2 separate regions of the Hordeum vulgare genome follow, and region 1 is linked to region 2. Evidence: chromatin contacts called from public Hi-C data. All regions are on one chromosome and are shown on one strand. Each heading gives the region's core, a stretch centred on a gene start, on an enhancer-like site or on the middle of the called end of the contact. The rest is flanking DNA. Distances are from core to core; before and after follow the strand shown. Region 1 has its middle 12 kb from the start of LOC123437615. Region 2 holds the start of LOC123411208 (expansin-like A2).

Region 1 (6,431 bases), core at 1,635-4,134, 450 kb before region 2:
TATATCCGCACGAGGGCTTTGGCACGCAGATTAAATCCATTCTCTAATGGTCTGGTACTCAAGCTCCATGCATGTGGCGCTGGCATGGATCACCCACATGGGCGAACCGGCCGCCATGGTCTACCATCCAATCCAACCACCAAAAAATTAAGTTATGCCAAGCATTAGGTCGAATAGGATTAGGTTTAACAACACGGGCTCCATCCCCATCCGGGTTCTGAATTTTCATAGGCTGCAGCCAGAAGCCCACAACTTATTCGGGGGCCATGCATGGATGGATGCGTCCCAATTAGGTAGTAGCTACGACCTCCAAATTATTTGTAGGCTGCATTGATGTGGTTCATGTGGACATGTCTATGCAAGCACGCCGACGACGCGATTGATCGAGCATTCGAGCTGCTTATTAATAACTGTACCGGATTAGTTTAGGGTCTAGGGTTGGCCGGAGACCCTACTGCTAAAGCGAGCAGCCACTTTTCTTGTCAAGTTGGCGTTCAGACGGACGATCGATCGAGCCCGGTGCCGGGCTGCTTTCGCCTTTTGAGCCAAATGTACGGCAGTCTTTCGCGGCGTACGACTCGAGCTGATGATTTCGTCCATCTTTCGCACAGGCTGCATATGTTTGGCAGTACTCTCCTTTTTTTTTGCGGGGTTTTGGCGGTACTCTCCTGCTGCATATGTGAAAACTACAGTTCGATGGATATTTGGTAGATGTGATGTGCCATAAGTTCTGTGGTTCACTGCCCTTTTGTTCTCTGTAATTCACACGCTGGGACTAGTTGTTGATTGGTTGGGGTAAGCTTTTAATGGGAGCATGCAGGGGCAGCTAGCTGCGTGTGGATGAACGTCGGCCTCAGCTGCACGGAGAACCGTAGAAGCTGGCGTCGCGATGGATCGAGTTTGGTCACTCCAGCTTGGCACATTAACACAATTGGTACCACGAGAGTCGATGCCAGAACGAGCGAAAGCGCCCAAGCAACAGAAAGATTTCTCGGCAATGAATGCATGCATGCAGCTGAAGGCAATGTGCCAATGTTCCATGCATGCATACATGCATGTGACGGAGACGAGCTCTGCCTCCCTGATTGTTGGCAGTTGAAATGGAAGAACACAATGGTCAAGAACAAGGAAGAAAACAGCTGAAAGAAATGCTAAGTTAAGTCCATTATTGGGGTGCTCTTCCACAAGCAATGCAGGTAGAGGAAAGGGTGCACAGCACATTATCACCAATGCAAGAGAGTACTCGAAGGAGGTGATTGGCGAGTAAACAATTCCGCACAAGGTTTTGTGTTAATTAACTGGAACTATTTTCCATTGCAAGCAAGAGTATCTACACCATGTACACACGACACAGGGGTCAACAAACGAATCGAAATGGAATCTCTAGCACTAATCTCACAGGCTCACATGCAGCCTTGCTCTGGAGAAAAATCCGTGTCCCAACACGGGAAAGAAGAGAGGGAGGGAGGGAGCGTCGTCAGAATGTGGGCGTGAGCAGGTTGAGGAGCGACACCCTGGCGTTCACGAGCGCGCGGTACACCTGCTCGCCGCTGGCCTCGGCGGCGGCCACGCACTCCTCGAGGCCGCGCACCCGGCCCATGGCCGCCTTCCTCTCCTCCTCCTCCTCGTTGCAGTAGTCCTCGAACGAGAAGGACACGGTCCTCCGCCGGCGGAGGAGGTCCGTGACCAGCCACATGGGGCTGGCGGGGGCGCGGGCGGGGGAGTATGGCGTCGGGGTCCTCGGGGACGGGACGGCGCTGGCGGCGGACTCGGCGGACGCGGACGAGAGTCCGGAGAAGATGGCGGCGGACGCGGCGGCCACGGCGGCCGTGGCCGCCGCGAAGGCGTCGGCGAGCGTGATCTCGTCCAGGTCGTCGTCGGGGGAGGCGCGGTGGCAGAGGTCCCGGGCCGAGGACGCGAGGCGGGAGACCTCCCTGGCGGCGCGGCGCTGCGCGCGGAGCGCCGCGGCGAGGCGCACGCCGTCGCGGCGGCGCAGCGCCGAGTGCGCCTCGTTGAGCAGCTGGCGGAGCGCGACGAGCGAGTCCCGGAAGCAGCCGTGGAGGTCGGCGAGGAGGAGCAGGTCGTCGAGCAGCTGCTCCGTCCACGGCCGGCGGAGCGCGTCCCGCGCCTGCGGGTGGTGGAGCATGGCGGACAGCCCCGCCAGCACCTGCCCCGCCCGCTCGGCCCCGTCGGCGACCCACGCGGGGCCCGTCTGCGCGGGCTCGTCCGCCCACCGCAGCAGCGCGCGCGCCGAGTCGTGCAGCGCCGCCACCAGCGGGTGGAGGCGCACCGGGAGGCTGATGGAGCGCACGCGCGCGTACGACGACAGCTTCTTGGGCCGCGCGCAGTCCAGCAGCGCCGACTTGGGCGACGTGAGCGCGTCCAGCGCCCGCCGGAACCCCACTGCCATCGCCGCTCTCTGCCTGCTGTGCTCGCCGTCCTCTGCCTTTTCGATCGGGCGTTTGATCCTTGGATGTGGTCTCGGTGTGGGCTGCTGGTGATGGGGGAGGCGGTGTTTTATACTGATGTTTATACGTGGAGCGAGTGTGGTAGTAGTGGAGCGGAGCCCGCACGGGTGGGCGCTGGGCTGTGGAACACGTTTGACTGCGCGAGCAAGAGTCGGTTGTTGGCTAGCTTGGCCGTTCTATTTTTCTTCTAAAGAAAGAAGTTCGTTAGCTTGACGCCGAAGAAATATGCTTGCAAAGCCAGCCAACTTGTGGGAGAAGCCTACCTAGCCAGCGCCCACCCAGGGTAGAAAAGGAAACTATACGAGGCTAAGCAACGAAAAGTTACCGTCTGCGGCGAGGCTTGGAGCATCTTTTGATGCGAGACGGGGTGCTGTCTTTGGAGGGTGTGATGATATATGAAGCCGGTCATGTCAAGTTAAGCGAACCAACCATTGCCGCCAATGATCCAGGAGAGGAGCTCCAGCTGTGCGTACGCAGGTCTGGCTCGTGTCATGTGCGCTCTGGGAATAATGGAGCGAGTACGCATGGACTGATGGTCCAAGCAAAGTCATGTTATCATAATATATATGCACGTTAATCATTTTCCGGCCTGTCGTGTTTATACTTGCAGGGAGTAAGTAATACTGGTATTATATATATTTTTTTTTGAATTTTATGTATTTTCTTTCGCGGCTATTGTACCTAGACAATAATAACGTTATTTTTAGAAAGGATTGATGGAAGAATAAAAGCAGAGATACCTTCAGTTCGATCCTTCTATAGGCAAATAATGTAGACGGGCTTGCATTTTGAGGGTCATGAAGGTATTGCTTCTTGTGCACATCAAATATATATAGCACTAAAATAGACAAATATCTACAACAAATATGTATAAGTTTACTCCTTCCGTTCAATGAAGATTTAGATGAGATCTCGAAGAGAGGCCCGACGTTACCCCCCCCCCCCCCCCCCCCCCCCCCGCGCGCGGGCGACTCGGGCGAACACCCTAGCCGTTGCCCGCCAACGTTCCTCCTCCGCCCTCCTCACCTGCCGCCGCCGGCAAGCTCCACCGGGCAAAGCCTGATTGGGGTCGGTGGCAGGAGGCCCTCCCTTCCCCGCTCGTTTGGCTTGCTGCACGGGGGCAGTCTCGTAAGGCGGTGATGTGGGCAGCCGTGGCGGGTGGCCGGTGTCTGGCTCGCGCTGGCCGGCGCGCCAGTCAGGCAAGGTGACACGCGTGCGCACCCGAGGCGTGAGTTGGGCGACGGATGCGCGGGGTCCGGGAGTCGCTGCTGCGCCAGATCTGGGGTGGGCAGTCTGTGCGGCTGGAACGACAAGCAGAGGCCAACGAGGTGAGCGCATGCGGGCGCCTGCGCGCTTGGTCCGCAATGCGCAGGAGGCGTCCCAGCGCAGTTGCGCCGCTGCGTGCGGGGCATGGGCGGTTGCCAGTTCCAAGAAGGCGAAGGTGCATGGTGCTCAGGCGTCGTTCCCCTGGATTTGCGGCCTGTCGGTTGCAGGAGGCGCACAGACGTCGTCCCTAGTGCGGATCTGCTGGGTGGCGGCCTCATGACTCTAGCGGACTAGCCGGTGGCTTGGATCAGCAGCCGTGTGGGCGGACGACCGGTCTTGTGTTGCATCTGGTGGGAGGAATCAGTGCGATGGTGGTTCGGGAGGCTCGACGCTGCTGCGGGTGTGGAGGTCATGATGGCGGTGGCTGGAGGGAGACGAATGGTGTCGGTGCGGTGGTTGCATCCTTCGTCGGTAGATGAATGGCCCGCACGCGTTGCATCCTTGAGGAGTCGAATGGCGTCGTGCTTGGTTGCATCCTTCTGATGGGAGACGAATGGCGCCGCGGAGGTTGCATCCTCCGTCCAGCGGGCGACGCGGATGCAAGGTTTTGGGAGCGCGTCGAGTTTGTCGGGAGGCTCTGGCAACGGGCCGGAGGGGGGGCACCAGGCACCCAGGCGACCTGGGGGCGCGGCCTGCCTCCTGGCCGCGCAGGGAGGCCGCCTGGGTGGTGGGTCCCACCTCCGGTGCCCCTCTTTGGCCTATATGACCCTCGTGACCTAAAACTATCGAGGAGAAAAGGAGTTTTTTGCAGTTCCGCCGCTGCTCCGTGGAGGAAACCTACAGAGAAGAAAAGACCTTTCCGGCGGGCAGATTCCGTCGGGCAGAACTCCTCCCGGAAGGGGAAATCGTCCTCATCGTCATCACCATCATCAGGGGCATCATCGAGATCATCATCACCATCATCATCTTCACCAGCACCATCTCCATCTTCGCCCCATCTCACTTTACCATTGCAATCGAAGTTGTACCTTGCACTATTCATCCCCTCTACTCTGCCGGTGTTGATTACTATTTTGTGGTGAATGATATTGAGTTTTGTTGGAGAATTATTGTTATGACCAGATTGTTCATCATATTTTCATCCCCTATGATCATGATCTCTTTTATGTCTCGTGAGTAGTTCCCTTAGTTTTTGAGGACATGGGAGAAGTCTAGTTGCTAGTAGTCATATGATGTTTAAGTAATATGTGTTGATTGATATTTAAGTTATGATGTTATTCTTCTAGTGGTGTTATGTGAACGTTGACTACATAACACTTCGCCTTTTTAAGGACCTAGGGGAATGCATTGTGTATAAAGAATGCTTATGGTGGGTTGCCGGAGTGACAGAAACCTGAACCCCAGTTCGCATACTTTTGCACGAGGGAGTGTTGGATCCTAAAGCTTACTGCTATGGTTAGGCTTTGCCTTAATTTCTCTCTTGTATTTGCAGATGCTTGTAAGGGGTTTAATCATAAGAGTGTACTTGTCTTAGCCTAGACGATGCACTAGTAAAGATCCACCCACACAACACTTATCAATACAAAATATAGTACTAGACGGAATATGGCGAAAGCACATGACTATCTCTCCCGTGTGTCCTTAGGAACGCCTTAGTGTTTATAAGTTTAGTTCCTCGGCTTATCCTTTGTGTTCAAAAGGATTGGTCCACTTGCTGCACCTCGACACCATTTACTTTCCTTGCATTTATTTCCTTGTTGCTTATACCAGAAAACCCATAAAAAGTTACCTTTCAGTGCTTGCAGTTATTCCTAGCTCAAGATCGCTTGTCAGTACGTTCTACTCCTCGTTGGGTTCGACACTCTTACTTATCGAAAAGGCTACGATAGACCCCCTACACTTGTGGGTCATCAAGACCATATTCTGGCGCCGTTGCCGGGGAGTGTAGCGCTATTGGTAAGTGAAATTGGTAAGGAAACCTTTACGTTGTACGCGCTGTTTTTATTTTGCCGTTTCCGCTTTTTGTCCCTATGGACAACTCTGCTCTTGGTTTGTTGCTTGTGGGGAACCGCCCCAACGCTATTGCGGTGGAGAAGCCTCCTCCACCTATGGAAATTGTGCCCCTTCAAATACCAAATGGTATTATTTATTGTGTCTTGGCTAATCGATATGCAGGAGATAGATATCCAGGTGAACACTTGCTATATCTTTCACAACTATGCTCCTTATTTAAGTTTGCAGGTATATCGATGGATTTTGTTATAAGAAAGCTATTCTCTCTATCATTAAAAGATAAGGCTTTGGATTGGTATAGGCTTCTTGATAACTCTCATTTGCTAAATTGGCAAGATCTTATGCCTCTCTTTTATGCAAAGTTTTATCCTCTTCATGAAATACATCGTGACATGAACTATATTTATAACTTTTGGTCTCGTGACGGAGAAAGCATCGCTCAATCTTGGGGGAGATTGAAGTCCCTAATGCTCAAATGTCCCAATCATGAGCTCCCCAAGGAAATTATTCTTACAAATATTTATGCAAGGCTTTCTCGTCAAGATAAAGAAATGCTTGATGCCTCCTCTAGTGGGGCATTCTCCAACAAAAGCACTGAAGCTAGGTGGGATCTTATTGAAAGGATCCAGAAGAACACTGAAGATTGGGATATTGATAAAGGTATTGAACCCGTTATAAATTATG
Region 2 (6,528 bases), core at 163-2,662:
GGCGATCTGCACCCCGGTGTCGTACACCCGGCCGGCGGTCCACCGCCGCGGGAGGACCTCCCGGTCGGCCCACACCCACTTCCCGTCGTACCCGCCGGTGACCACCATCCGGAGCTGCAGCGGCCCCGTCGGCGCCTGGCCCGTGCTCCACGCCGGCCCGCCGCGCTCCCGCGTCATGGACCGCCAGCCCGACGACCCGGCCGCCGCCACGTCCACCGCCACGATGTCGGTCTGCCCGCCCTGGTACAGGAACCTGATCGTCAGGCCGCCCGCCGCGCGCTCCTCCACGCGCACCGACAGGTTGCGCCGGCGCGCGTACTCGCAGGGCACCCGCTTGTACTCCACGCCCACGGCGCGCCGCTCCCTCAACCGCCGCGCGGCGGCCGTGCCCCCGCCGCCCCTGGCCATGGCCGCGTACGCTGCGCCGCTCAGCACGAGGTCGGTGCGGTTCGTCGCGCCCGTGCGCACCTGGTCCGTCACGACCACCGTGGTGCCCGCCGCGCTGCAGAGCTCGGCGTCCGTGCACCGGACCCTGTAGCACGCGCCGCAGCCGACGCCCCCCCTGTACAGCGCGGGGCTCGCGGCCGCGAGGAGCCCGCCGTTGAAGGTCGCCGCCAGGGAGCCGTACCCGCAGGAGCCGGCTGCTCACGCAAAGCAAAACCAAAAGTCAATCAGCCGAACCACGAACAAGAAACCATAATCAGTTAACGGTACCCGATCGATCCACCGTACGCACCATTGTCGAGGGCGGGCGAGGAGGCGCGGTACGCCGCGTTGGACCGGCGCACGCAGCGGTCGCAGGCAGAGGCCGGAGAGGAGGCTGCGGCGAAGAGGACGAGCAGGAGGACCAGACGCGATCGAGCGCTCGCCATCGACGGGGCTTGCTTGAAGACGGGTGCGTTACTTACTTACTCGGTGTAGAAGAAGATTGAACAGGACGGGACAGGAAGAGAACAGGGGAATGGATTCTTGCCAGCAGCTGGGCTAGAACTAGGCTTTTATACCCGACGCGGCGCGCGCGCTGGTTGTGGCCGGCTGCGGTTTACGAGTTAATGCTACGGTGCACTGGCCGCCAGCCTCGAAACCGGACGGCCGTGGTCTCGTACCTGGGACGCAGCAAGCAAGATGCCGACGCGGCGGGGAGTAGGGAGGAAGGAAAGCGCGCTGGCCACGTGGTCGTGAGGTGGATCCAGGAATGTGGATGTGAAGTACCATGGCAAAAAGTTTGGGGTGGCCACCGACCCAGACTCGTGCCGCAACCCGCGCGCGCCAGCGAGCGGTTCTTGAACTGTTCGAACTTGTACGTACTAGGATAAACTCCGGTAACCACGTCCCATCGTCGGGCATCCTGGCGCGTGGCAAGGTAACGGCACGTGCGAGTGCCGTTTTGTGAACACGCGTGCGTTTCTTTACTTTTATATATACCGCCTCGATAGGGTTTCCATTTGCGGTTACCTTGAAGAGGGAAGGCAATTCGTGAAGAAAGAATTAGTAACTCCTTTGTTGCTGATAAAAGGACGAGGAGTTTAAAGACCGCGTTTGGTTAAAAGGGGGATTGGAGAGGGCTTGAGAGTAAAATCCGTTAGGGGCCCAGAAACCCCACAGATCCTCGGGGCGTCCATTTGGTAGGAGGGGTTTGCTTAGCCCAATCCCCTCCGTTCCCCTTCAATCCCTTCCTATCCATGTGTTTCAAAATCCTTCTTGAGGGACTAGTGAAAGCAAAACCCCAGGAATTTAAGAGTATTGGGTGAAACAAAAGGATTCACACAATCCCCTGAAATCCCTTCCTCTCAAAACCTCCTCAATCCCCCTTAACCAAACGAGGATAAGGACGGAAGTGGCGGCTAGGCTTGCACGGTTTGAATTAGAGGACGAGATGATCACGACCGACCGATTTGAAGCCTTTCCTTCAGGCTTATCGCCCACGACGGCCGTCGCGCCACGGGCCGCAGCTGCCTCGTCTCATCTCATCGGGTACCCGTTTGTGTGGACGCCGCCTTCACGATTCGTCCCACGTGGCAATGAGAAACACTTTGGCTCTATTTGTCTTTTGCCTAAGCAGGTCCATCGTGCTCTGATTGTTTATCGGTTTAATTAGTCTGCAATCGGTCTTGATCCGGACACGTAAGGCTTTCGCGACCGCGAGCCGTTTCGGATAACTACCAGTGCCTTGCACGTACGCAAGCAATGGATATGGGTTCAGCTCCATCAATGATAGTCCCTGGTAGGCCATGTTGCGAAAGGTATGCGCTTAACAAACTAGGGTCGGTTTACAGGACACGCCTCGTTGGAGAGGGAGAGAAGGAATCCTCTCGTCTTTCTAGTGCAAACCGCTCGTGATATGCTGCATGCCCTACGGTCTTGCGGATGACACATTAATGCCGGCCAATCATGCTAATCCCATCACGATTGCAGTGGTCCATGGGGTTATATATCTAATCATGATTCTGAACGACGGCCCCCCGATTCAACAAGAATGGACAAATTGGTGCGAAAGTGACCCAACTCTAACAGTCCTGATCAGGATATCCCACCCGAATGCTAAATTGGTTTCGTCTCTCGTTGGGACATCACCGCCTTAAGCAGTTTCTCTAGCACCTTTGTGTGTTTCACCGGTTCCTGCTGTGCGCACATGGTAAGATGCCGATCCGCGTAAACGGTCTTGAGGACAACCGACCCTGTGAGAACTGAATCCTCGATGAAGCACTGGCATTTGCAACGCGGCCGGCACCAGTACGTGGCGAAGCAGTAGCGCTGTGACGAGTTGTGAGAAAAAAAAAATATATATATATATATGTATCTAGCAGCATTACATATCAATAGTACTATTTGACCTTGACTTGGTCGGCGTAAGCACTTATCCCTCCGGTTCTGACTCGATATGGCGCACACGGCAGCGAAATCTCGCGTCAACCACTGATGAATCCCAACGGCCTTCCCCCCAACCACAGCGGCAACACCGGCGCCCGGTTCTGGACTGGCAGTGGAGGACAGACAGTGGTTGCACTTGCCACAGCACCACGAGCCCCGGCCGTTGGCTATGTATGACCTGGTCAGCCGACCGAACCTTAAACGAGCCCGTTGACACGACGCGCAGCGAAGGCCGAAGCCACAACCTGAATGAATCTTGCGTGCATTCAAGATGCTCTGACTTCCTGGCAGAGCTGATTACCCACGAACATGATTACTACACTTCGTGCCCCTGCCACCGCCCGCCGGGCACCGGCACCGGTTTTCCGTTTCCCGTTCTTTTTCACTGGACGCAGTGGGTCTCTTCTTTTCGCTTGGGCTCCAAGCTTTGCACGGCGACGGAGGACACGTTTGCCTTTGGCTCCCATGTCGGCCTGCTGCATGCGCTGCAGCGTGGCATCCTGTGCGTGTCTGGCGGCACTGTGGACTGCGGCGGGTCAGTTGACGCTGCGGTTGGCACGTCCACTTCGTGGCCGTGGGTCAGGTCGCTTGCATTCGTCTGCAAGGGAGGCAGCCTGCCCTCTCTACCACCGATGACATCGACACAGGCGGGAAGACACGCAGGCTAGATGATTATAATAAAGTTGTTTCGTTTTAATAATAATAATAATAATAATAATAATAATAATAATAATAATAATAATAATAATAATAATAATAATAATAAAGTGTGTATGTGTAAGCATGAACTCTTTTCGGAGAGGAAAGCTCTCAACTATAAACCATAAACCATGCAATCGGTAGTATGCATTACGGTTATTCTCTGCCGTAAAGGAAGCATGAACTCCTTTCAGAGACAAATTAAGCAAAGATTTACTGGGAGCTCTCAACTATAATAAACCATGTAACTGGTAGTATGCATCACGGTCATTCTCCAGTTGATTCAGTAATGAATCAAGGGGGCTTTATGTGCAGCAGTTATTTCTTATTTATTTTTTGACAGCAAAACGGACTACATTAACTAGCAGACAGGGTTGTTTCGTGTACCAACTGGTACTACAAGAAAATCTGGTGGATCCTCCGACCAGGAACTATGGATCACTAACTTGCATGGCTACTAATTATGGGCTCTTGGGCAGTGCTCAAACATAACTTTAACTAGGCCACGAAACCCCTATTGACCTTGATGATCACTCGGTTGCTCCCACCGACTGCGCTAACATGGTAGTAACGCGATAGGACATCGGCCGTATTCTGCCACAAAGGCAAAAGGAGCGCCCCCGCCCCTCTCAGCTGATCACATATCAAAGCAGCATCAACATTTAGGTTGATAGACCCTGCCAGAGATTGTGTCACTATTAGAGAGCGTGCTTGTAGCTTTCCTGCTCATTTCTTGTTAGTTGTAACCGCCTGGCTGATCATTGCTCCGCGGGTGCTTTTCAATACTTCGCACAATACGCATCAAGATTTTCCTCCATTTTACCTGCATCGGCAGAACCTTAAAAATCACTGCTACTTTCCATCTTTACGTTCTGCCACAAAAGGGGGAAACTTGAAAGGAAGTAGAGAACATGTGGCCATAGGGCATGTAAGCCACACGAACAAGTAGGGCGAGTGAAGGCCAAGTCATTCACAAGCCAAAGTGCATGATTTTTTGTCAAACATCAGAATTCGTAGTAATTATAGCAGACTAAGTATTGAGAGTGATGTTTGAGACACCGAATGAAGGCATGAAACTAAATTTCAATCACTGAAATCTCTACCCCCGGCATAAGTATGCAGCACCTGATATCTACTACTAGATGATACCCCGCGCGTTGCTACGGGAAAGAGTTGCAATATATTTCAATGATATTCAGTTGTCTTGATCCTTAGCACTGCATATATGAAGAATCATCCTCACCAATGTTGAAGTTACATATTATCTATAGAAGTTGTCTATAAAAGGGAGCTAGGTTCTGTTAGGAAATTGGAATCGATACAAATAACCTCCACGATTAATTTGAAACTGCATTGATGACAAAATGGCCATCTTTAAATTGCAACTATGTATGACAAAAAATGTGGAATGGACCTAAAACTGCAATCATATGTATCTGATGGAAATATTATAATAAAACTAAGTGAAACGTTCTTTTTGTAGTCAAACTAACTGAATCTTGTTTCGGCTATGAAACATGACGTATCCTAAAGCATGGAAACAACTGCGCTGAACACTAAATGTTCATAGAGCATCTCCAGCAGATTAGTGGAAAAATTATCAATTTAGTTATGGCGCCTCAGTAACAAATGATGGATGAGTTACCTTTGTCATGTCAGGCATGATAACTATCCTTGACCATCAGTGTTAATTGCATCTGAAGTGCTTGGGAAGTGTTTCCTCTGCATGGATACAAACTAATCATAAATTTAGTTGTGAAACCAATAGTAGATCAAGAAATTATAAGATGTGAACATGGTACCGACAACAAAAAATCACAAACATTCAAAGTTAGCCTCAGCTTCTTAACTGGTTCTTCTTGGATAAGCAGACAACTGAGTGTACATATTGATCTCTATTGCCACATTCTGCAAGGAATAAATAAGTGTAAGAGAAGTCGCCAAATGGAGATTTTGCTAATAGATGAAGGGAACCAAGGAAAACAATATCTCATACATGAATGGTCATAAAATAGATGGGCTCAATATTATAACAAAACAATATCTCCAAATGGGCAGGATGCAGCATACAAGAAGAAATGTATACAAATGCAAAATACAGATCTCTTAGGGAAATTAACAACAATATGACATACTATTAATAGAGAAAAAGAAGCACATATATGTTCTGCATGAAATAACGTATCCATGAAATAGCAGGTAAACACAATTCTAAAACGTTGCAAAGGCATACCAATCGATCGATTGAAGTTGCCGCACTTATATAATAACATGTTGGGAAGAGCACTTGTGTCCTAAGCTTGTTCAGTGGAGCTATTTGCAAACTTGTACACTATTAGAAACATCATAGTTCTAAAGTCAGAGGAAGGGAATGGCACATCAGTAATATAAAGCAAAATAATTGGCAATAAAGGCAGTAAAGTGGAAAGGTCTAATTGTGAACGAAACAAAATTAAGTCTTGGTAGGCATCATGCCATTACACAAAGCTTGTTCAATGGAGCAGTTTGCAAACTTGTATACTATTAGAAACATCATAGTTCTTGTTAGGAATATGCAACTTGTATTTCCACGAGGCCATAGGCCGGTATATATACATGTACAGGTGATGGACTATATGCAGGAAACCCCTTATAGATTGGGATAAATACAAAAGGGTACATGGCTATATTATATATACTCTAACACCCCCCTCAAACTCATGGTGGATGAACAACACTGAGTTTGGAGAGATAAAAGCCATGCTGCGCTCTAGTCTGGGCCTTCGTCAGAAAATCCGCCAACTGTAACACGGAAGGCACATACTGAAGAGCAATAACCTGATCCTGCACACCGGCGCGCACATAGAAAGCATCAACACCAATATGTTTGGTGAGCTCATGCTTCACAGGATCGCGCGCAATGCTAATAGCACCTGTACTGTCAGATAAGAGCAGAGTCGGTGTAGTGACAGAAACACC

Evidence for each region. Hi-C and Micro-C count contacts between places; a contact is called where the count stands out from the background.
Region 1: a Hi-C map of leaf shows a contact between it and region 2, with 4 times the contacts expected there. The contact joins the enhancer-like site here to the promoter of LOC123411208 in region 2. A contact is called at or near these places in 2 of 6 Hi-C or Micro-C datasets (both in leaf).

What each region holds. Positions count from the first base shown.
Region 1 is chr1H:367,004,029-367,010,459 of MorexV3_pseudomolecules_assembly, reverse strand. No RefSeq gene overlaps it. Among protein-coding and RNA genes, the nearest start is that of LOC123437615, 12 kb to the left of the region's middle. Within about 2 kb of position 2,884, at least 3 of the 3 cell types and tissues checked have open chromatin away from gene starts, as enhancers often do. A contact at or near this core is called in leaf, where this site is marked.
Region 2 is chr1H:366,550,815-366,557,342 of MorexV3_pseudomolecules_assembly, reverse strand. It overlaps LOC123411208 (expansin-like A2), which reads right to left and starts at 1,412. Exons shown (of 2, transcript XM_045104155.1): 1 at 737-1,412; 2 at 1-641. The coding sequence starts at 872. LOC123437529 (pentatricopeptide repeat-containing protein At3g02330, mitochondrial) reads right to left here. Exons shown (of 6, transcript XM_045115723.1): 3 at 5,804-5,902; 4 at 5,377-5,478; 5 at 5,216-5,292; 6 at 3,783-4,393.